Linked DNA regions of Mus musculus: all the other regions are linked to region 2. The links are chromatin contacts, called in public HiChIP or PLAC-seq and promoter capture Hi-C maps. All regions are on one chromosome and are shown on one strand. The core of a region is the stretch at or near the end of the contact, and the rest is flanking DNA. Distances in the headings are between cores, read along the strand shown.

Region 1 (2,700 bases), core at 81-2,580, 400 kb before region 2:
GAATTGTAATAACACACACATGAACTAAAGATACCTCTAACATTGTGGAGTCCTTCCGAGGGCTGGGCTCATTGCCTGCTATCAAATTTAAGGTGCTGACAAAGGCACCTTCAGGATACCTCCCAGGGTCATCTCTACCCTCTCCTTCCTTCGGTTATTATCAGCATCAGAAACCAGCAGAGCGTTTACAGCTGGGACCTGCTGGCTCAAATGAAGAAGGTGGGAAAGATTGTTCCAGAAAAGGTTTAGCAGTGAAGACCTTTTCACTTCAGCACGGATGACACCACCTTGGCAAGAGATGGTGAGAGGGGCTGGCCAGGCTGATTGTCTGGCTAAGTGCGACAGGCTTGTCTGAAGAGCGCTTCCCTTGTTGTCCTTGCTTCAAGGCCTTGGTGGTGGAGAGGTGGTTTAGCAGCTGTGAGTGCTTACTGCTCCCACAGAGAAGCAAATTTCAGCTCCCAACACCCGCATAGAGGCACAGTCCTGCCTGTGACTCCAGCTTTGAGAGATCCTCTGTTCTCACAAGCCCAACCCATATGCACAAAATTACAAATAAATAAATAATTTAAAACATAAAACGTATACACAGCACACAAACACACACACACACACACACACTCTCTCTCTCTCTAATCATAAAAACCCCTACTCTCCTCTGTAAATTGTAGTTCCCCGTATACTAGCAGGGTGATATTTACAACTCGATTAACCTCAGGGACACTAAATGTCCTCTTATGTAAAAAATAGGACTTCGTTATCACACCCACTCCATTGTGACAAATAAAGTAGAAAATCCATTTCAAGTGTGTTCTTTAATGCCACGCACACAGTATTTAGTAAACATGTGTGTTAAGTGCTTGAAAAGTGCTCTTTAATCTTTTAGCCAATTTTAATTGATAGTTATTATCCAATAATACATAATATAGAAGACGCCCTCGGTAGCAAAGCTTAAAATCATGCCACAGTTCCTGCTAGGAGATAACTCTGTTTCCTTATTTAAGTTTTTGTTTTTTTCGGTTTTTGGTTTTTTGGTTTTTTTCTGGTGTGACCCTTGAAAATGGATGCTGTATTGTGTGTCTGTTAACATTGCTCTTTGCTGTTTGCTAGCGCTCCTCCTTCAATTGGATTTAAAATAATAATAATAATCCAAGCTCTTCCTCCTCTGAGTTTCCCCTCCTTGAGCTGGGAGAGGATACACCCTGTGCTAAAGGAACAAAAGATCCTGCCTCGGTGGGGACCAGTTGGACAAGTTCTCCTTTCCACAGGGAGCAGTCTCGGTGCCCAGGGCAACTGCACTGGAGAACGGGTTGAGCGGAGCAGATGCTGATAGCTGGTTCCTCTTTTAAGCAACCGCACATTCTTCCCACAATGCAGAAATCTCCCCAGACTGTGCCAGCTTTAGGGGTTTGGGGATGGGGGTTGTTTTAAGAAGCATAGACTACAAACTAATTTTTTTCCAGTGTAAGTTTAATTTGCATTTCATTGACTAGTAACGAACTGGGCAAGCTCTCCCATGTTTGTTTACTAGTCCTGCTTCCTCTTCCGCAGATTGTTTCCTTCCGGTGCCTTATACTAGTGGCATTGGCTTTGTAGCAAAATGCAGCGTTACTAACTTTTTATCAAATATAGAATGATGCATTCGGTTTTATATAGCAATCTTATCTTTGTAAATCCAATTCTGCGCTTTGCCTGTGCGCTTGCCCGTGCACTCGCCCATGCACGCTGAGGGTCCTGGTCAAAGATGGGTGTCTTCTTCTATCCCTGTCAATCTTATTTCTTAGAGCTGGCTTTCACTAAACCCAGAGCTCACCAGTTAGGGCCAGCCTGCTCCAAAATTCTCTCCTTCCTTTTCCCTTTCAGCACTGTGGCCACAGATGACATTCTTATTCCTGGCCTTTTGTTTTTTTTTTTTTTCTAATGTGGGTGCCAGGGAACCAAACTCAACTCTCCCAGGCTTGGGTAGAAGCCATCTATCTCCCAGACTCCCACATTTATCAGTTTATACTTGCTTTTTAAAACATTTGTGACTTTGTACTTATTTTGTAAAATAACCTGTGCTTAACTTGGACTTTCTTTTGTTTAATTATGGTCTGGGTTGTTCACCTTAGCAGGCGAGCCCATCTGAAACTGATTTTGGAATCTGTGTGAGGTGGGGATCGCAGGTGCTTTCCCAGCCTCTAAGCAGTCACCCAACTGTTTCCAGCCACCTGCTCCTCCTCTTCTTCCTGCTCTTCCTCCTTTTCCTCCTCCTCCTTCTCTCCCTCCTCCTCCTCCTCTTCTCCTCCTCCTCTCCCTCCTTCTAGTTTTATTGATTTACGATTACTTTATCATGCATGGCATTTTTATAAATAATAACACCTATTCTTGAACTACTTACTCCTTTTCATTCACCTTCCCGTTTCTATTCACAAACCATAGATTTATATAGTCTAACTTTACAGTGTGTTTCTTGGTAATGATGACAATGTTTGCTTCAAATTTACCCTTAAAGTCTTGCTTGCTTATTCTTCCTAAGTAAATGTTAAGAGGAAAAAGAGTTTTAAATTTCCCTCAAAACTCCTATTTTATTTTAACAACGTGGAAATGCATGTGGGGAATGCATGAAATATAAATTAATTCCACTTGTCTCGTACAAATACTTTGCTGTAAGTTATAGATCTCTGGAAAGTTTTCTTTTTTAATTCTTTATGTGTTACATAA
Region 2 (2,700 bases), core at 104-2,603:
TGACACCTGCCTGCATTTGATCGGGTAGATTCTTGTAAAACAACGCCACAGTTTTGTAGGTAATATGTGCTAGAAATGAGGTGTGTTGTGGACGAAGACTGTTTTACAAGCATGCTTATCTAAATTGAAGGTTTTGATGACGTACTAAGAATAGCAATGTTTGTAGCTGAGCGGAAAAAGGACTTAGATTCTTGTAGGTATCTTGGTCAGTTCCGAGTCAGTTCACTCAGGCTCAACTGTTTTGGAACTATTTTAAGCAAAGATTAAAACATTTCTACTTGGAAGCTAGATGAAAATCATAGGTTGGTTAGGCTTTCTGTTACATAACACTAGTTCTTCAGGCATACCCAAATACTCATCTCTGCAAATAATTCCTGATTAAAGGTTGAAAAGGCATTTAATCATCAGATTACGCTAATTAGAGTGATCTTATCAGAAAAGTAGACTGAGACTATTCTGTAAAATCTTCGGTTGCCTGAGATGCTCTCAAAGATTGGGTGAAGAACTGGCTTTTTTTTTTAAAAATTCTTTAAGAACAGCTTAAGGAAATGGTTTGTTTAATATAAAGATAGATGGCTAATTACTGTAATTAGGTACTGTGAATCATAACACATAGTATACTGACCTGAGTGGTCACCAACAAGGAGTGAGTGGGCCCTATTAGACTTCAGTTAGTCACCCGGATCTGATGTGTAGGTTTTCTTAAGCATGTGTTATATACTAGAGAAATTCCTTAATGTAATTTTGATGTAAGTCGTTATTTTTAGGCAGGTCACGGACCATAAGAATAGAAAGGTCCAATCAGCTAAAAATACTTTTAAACACACACACACACACACACACACACACACACACACACACACACACACACATATATATTAGGTCATTGGTTGATACATTAAATGCAGTAATCTGCATATTTCTAAAACAAATTTTAATTCAATAAGTTTTGAAAGCTTATTATTTGTGTTCCCCCCCCCTTCCTTTTTTATTTGACAAGCAAATACTCCCTGGGGAAAATCAGTTTAAGGAACTGAACTCATAATACCTTCCCATAGAGTGCAGTTATGGGACATGCTTTGGAAATGTCTGAGGAGCACAAAGCAAATTCCGATACAATTTGTTTAATTACAACAAAAATACAGCACTATGAAGTCATAGTGTTTGTCTTCATAGAGGGTTTTATGCATTGTGGTGGTAAGTAAAATCCCATCACACTTGTATAAATTTGTTCAATTACCAGAACAACTAAAAGGAAAAAAAAAATCAATTTAGGTTGAAAAGCAACAGAAATTAGATTACCTTGGTTAGTAGAAACTTGCCAGCAGTGTTGAAATTGCTTAATAATATCAAAAGCCACACCAGCAGTGTGAGGGCGTTGGCTTCTGTTGTAATATGCACATGTTTGCTTACTGGGTTAATTTTTTTTTTAATGTATCTCTTCCCTTTTCTCTTCCTGTTTTTATTTTCACGGAAATTGTCAGATAGCATGCGAGAAGCTGTACATTTGGGTGTTATCGTTCCTTGTAGAGGTTGCTTTCTTAGACTCTTTGATCAGTTAATATTTTGGATCAGTGTTGTGAAATGCTATGCATGATTTTAGGAATCTGAAGAAACTCCCTCCATCACAAAGGAGCCAGTTAGCAGCCCCAGGAACACTTTAGGATTTCTCTCTCTCTCTCTCTCTCTCTCTCCCTCTCTCTCTCTCTCTCTCTCTCTCTCTCTCTCTCTCTCTCTCTCTCTCTCTCTCGTTTATCACCAACACTAGAGTTATATGGAACCCTCGATCTTAAATTCTGAGCACAATAAAGTAGTACAGATAGCTGGGCACCTGTTTTATGGCCACCTTGATTCATTCTGCCACGGAGCTTCACCCAGTTGCAGTAATAGTCACAAGGGCTGCTCCAAAGCCACCGGGCTGTTTTTAGGTCATGAAGTCAACTTCCTGGAATTTCTAGGGAAACCAGTTGAAAGGAGGAGGACAAATGTCACTTTAAATAGAGATGTTTAAACCAGATTTCTGCCTGAGGGTAAAATTTAGGTCTCTCTTAGCCCGGATGTAATGTCTCCCTCTGCAGAGCAAGGCATTAATCAGGGCAGGGCATGAAAACGGGGGACGAAAACGGGTCCCAGTTGGTTCTGCCGTTGATGCCTTCCTTGCCCCAATCTGTGAGGAACATCTTACAAACATTAAAAGGCAGACACGGTACCTCACATCAATTTCTGAATTTCAGCACTGCAATTAGTTTCTTTAAAAGAAGCCCACATAAAGCTGGGGATGGGCTAAGATAAAACCTGGACCCCCTCGAAGCCATTTTAAAGGGGTGGATCTAGCACTTCATAAAATCAGATGTGCAGGGTTGAGAAGCATGCCGGAGAAGCACCCCTAAGTCAATGACCAATTTTTAATTCTATTCTAGAATATATTAAATAACCTTGATATATATTTTTAAATTATCCGATAGAAAAAAAGAAATGGCGATAAAAGAGAACGTTAATCCTTGGCTGTGAAGGATGGTGGAAGCTGCTAAGATGGTTGCTTAACCTGAGACAGATCATCAAATCCAACCAATATTATTTTGTCAGAACAAAAGCATATAGAGCCTGTGTCCTTTTCTGATATGCACAATGAAATTTTAGCTCAGTAGTGACAAAAAGATGGGCCAGGGCAGTCTAATAAATAATGAAAAAGGCATGGCT
Region 3 (2,700 bases), core at 194-2,693, 300 kb after region 2:
TTTTACAAGCCAGAAAACATGCTTTTCTTAATGTGGAATGATTGGAAGTCAATCTGAGCAGAAACAAGTAATGACACTAACCTGAATAGTTAGGGTCGGACTTCATTTTTGAAATGCGGTCAGTTCTTTCAATTCTCTTGGTGCTCCAAGGCTGAAAAAAAAAAAAAAAAAACACTGTAGGATTTGAACTCTGAGCTTAGTAAAAGGTACCCTAACCACCTGCAAATGGGTCCACAATTTAGCCAGAAAAATGCTAATCAGCTGCCCAATATGGTTGCAGGTTATTTTAGGGTGGTCAATTGTTAGTTTTAAGATTTTATTATTAGATTTATTTATCCTTGTTTTTATTTATCTGTTTATTTGTTTATTTATTTGCTGGTTTTGCCTGCTTATACCAATGTGCACCAGATTTGTGTCTGGTATTTGTAGATCTCAGAAGAGATGGGCAAATCTTCAGAAATTAGCTATGGATTATTGTGAGCTGCGATGTGGGTGGTGGGGACTGAGCTAGGGTCCTCTAGAAGAGCAGCCAGGGCTCCTAACCACTGAGTGTCCCCACCCAGAAGTTGACATTTTTCAAAAGCTAATATTTGCAGCTTTTAACTAGCTATTTCTTTATACTAATTATAGTATAGTTCATAGTAATGTTGCCATTTAGTGGAAGGCAGCCTGAGGTGGAATTGTCAGCCTCATTCATTTCTTCAATAAATAGTCAGAGTGTACTTCTTGCTGTGTGGTCTGGGCTAGAGGACAGTTTCTATTCTTTCTAATCCTGCTTTTTGTTAAGTATAAATTTATATGACTCTTCATTACAATTCACTCAGTATGATTCTGATTTTGCTATAGCAATAGAGGGAACATTTCTAGTTTATTTGTAAGAGGTATCTTTTATAATTTGTTGTTGCTTTGTTTCATTTTATTTTATTCATTTTATCTTACTTTATTGAGACAAGTCTGGCCTTGGACTCATTCTGGAGACCAGGGTGGCCTTGGACTCACAGATATCTGACAAACCCTGCCTCCCAAGTTCTGGGATCAAAGGTGTATACCCTCATGTCTGGTTCAAATTATACAGTTGGCTAGCAGTGATTCCACTGGTTTTGTTTGTGGTCCTAGGATTCTGATAGACTCTTTTGATCCTTGGGATCATGTGGGGTGGTGTACACAGATACAGTAAGGGGATGCCCTGCCAGTTTCTCTGGGAAGTTACTTTAAGCTTTCTTATCAAAGCTGGGGCCGAGTGACGTCATTAACAATTGAAAAGTAAATTAAAATGGCAACAGAGCCTCATTTTCAGAACAACACCGGATTTTGTGGCTTTGTTTCCTTCTCATGTTTCTATCCAGACAATTGGAAGTGTGGTTGCCTTAGATTCATACACATAGAACCTAAGACTAATCAGGAAGTGAAGTTCACCAACTAGAGTGCCCTGTGGCCACTTGGCACCCGCCCGTGGTCTCTCAGCAGTCGGAATACTCCTTTAAAGGACTTTAACTTAACCTTGAGATTGCAACCACCCGTTTGTGTTTGGAGCACTGCCATGCGACCTTGGGAAAATCCCGGCTCTAAATAGCAGCAGAAAGGAGACATCATTTCAAGTGCACATAAATGAGGGTTAAATGGACCACTGCACACAAAGTGTTTATCATGGCGCCTCATCTGCGCCTAGAATCCTATTGATAGCTTCTATTTTGTAGGTATATATTCACAAAACCCTCTACCTTCACTTGTCACTGTTCTGCCATTGTTGTCAGTTTAAAATTTAACCCTATCAGCTGGGAGAGATACGAGATAAATACATAGCTTTTGTGAAATATATGAGTATCTGAGTGTTACTGAATTCCCTAATGCATGCAGTTTCTTCTATTTATGAGAACAGAATTTTTCTGTTTTGTATTTTTTAAGACTTTTATAGGTAGAGCCATGCAAATCTTTGTTTTATATTAAGATATATATGGATACAAGACTACAGAGAGATGAATAGCAGAGCCCTGTGTTACTAGAGTGAGTAGGCTTTCTGGAAGGCTGTCATTTGCTAGCTATGTGACCTTGGGGTATTATCGTTTTGTGCCTGTTTATTCATCTGAAAAAAAAGTGGGTGGTGGCATAACAATTTTTTTTTCTCAGTAATGTTACAAAGTCTAAATACTGAAATGTACGTCAAGTTCCTAGAACACACAGTCAATACTTAGTAAATACTGGCTATTACAAACATGACTCATTGTGAATGATTTAAATATAGCTACTGTGTGTGTGTGTGTGTGTGTGTGTGTGTGTGTGTGTGTGTGTGTGTGTGTGCATGTTGAGGCTTAGAATTACAAAGTGCTAAATCAGGAAAATAATATTAGCGCTCGTATTCCATACATTCATCTCTCCCAGTTTTAATAATATATCCAATAACTATCTATGTTCAGCAATAGAGTGTTCAGTCATAGAGATAATGGTGTCAGGTATAAATGGCACAATTAAAAACACTACGGGAGCTAACTTACTCCGAAAGTTGCAATGCGAATATTCCTTCCTAAGAGCCTCATGGATGCACAGCGAGGGAGCATGAGAGCATCTTATTTTATTCCCTGATGGGAATCTATCCACATCAAATATACAGCATCCTTCTGCTGGCGGGCAACCTCTGCTGAGACTCCCGGCCTCATCATCCCGGCCTTTTAGAGACGGAGATAGCTGGGCATTGATTTCAAT

What was found. Promoter capture Hi-C pulls out the DNA fragments that hold promoters and counts their contacts. HiChIP or PLAC-seq counts read pairs in DNA pulled down with a chosen protein or histone mark.
Region 1: an H3K4me3 HiChIP or PLAC-seq map of bone marrow-derived macrophages shows a contact between it and region 2, with 4 times the contacts expected there. The contact joins two enhancer-like sites. A contact is called at or near these places in 2 of 39 promoter capture datasets (hippocampal neurons and liver), 1 of 484 Hi-C or Micro-C datasets (embryonic stem cells), 9 of 115 datasets of contacts at active chromatin or transcription factors (acute myeloid leukemia, astrocytes, bone marrow-derived macrophages and 4 more) and 3 of 9 other capture datasets (adipose tissue, embryonic stem cells and liver).
Region 3: a contact with region 2 is called in a promoter capture Hi-C map of liver, with 6 times the contacts expected there. The contact joins two enhancer-like sites. A contact is called at or near these places in 5 of 39 promoter capture datasets (the C10 cell line, liver, pre-B cells and 1 more), 2 of 15 datasets of contacts at CTCF or cohesin (large pre-B cells and pro-B cells), 32 of 484 Hi-C or Micro-C datasets (B cells, CD4 T cells, the CH12 cell line and 16 more), 14 of 115 datasets of contacts at active chromatin or transcription factors (the 230-238 cell line, astrocytes, bone marrow-derived dendritic cells and 9 more) and 1 of 9 other capture datasets (embryonic stem cells).

What each region holds. Positions count from the first base shown.
Region 1 is chr3:149,378,896-149,381,595 of GRCm38.p6, reverse strand. The region is part of intron 1 of Gm30382 (a long non-coding RNA gene); the gene reads left to right. Among named protein-coding and RNA genes, the nearest start is that of Gm26468, 39 kb to the right of the region's middle. Within about 2 kb of position 1,330, at least 60 of the 459 cell types and tissues checked have an H3K27ac peak or open chromatin away from gene starts, as enhancers often do. A contact at or near this core is called in bone marrow-derived macrophages, where this site is marked.
Region 2 is chr3:148,981,239-148,983,938 of GRCm38.p6, reverse strand. It overlaps a transcript of Adgrl2 not described here. Among named protein-coding and RNA genes, the nearest start is that of Gm30827, 16 kb to the left of the region's middle. Within about 2 kb of position 1,353, at least 15 of the 459 cell types and tissues checked have an H3K27ac peak or open chromatin away from gene starts, as enhancers often do. A contact at or near this core is called in bone marrow-derived macrophages, hepatocytes and liver, where this site is marked.
Region 3 is chr3:148,679,749-148,682,448 of GRCm38.p6, reverse strand. No RefSeq gene overlaps it. Among named protein-coding and RNA genes, the nearest start is that of Adgrl2, 270 kb to the left of the region's middle. Within about 2 kb of position 1,443, at least 18 of the 459 cell types and tissues checked have an H3K27ac peak or open chromatin away from gene starts, as enhancers often do. A contact at or near this core is called in hepatocytes and liver, where this site is marked.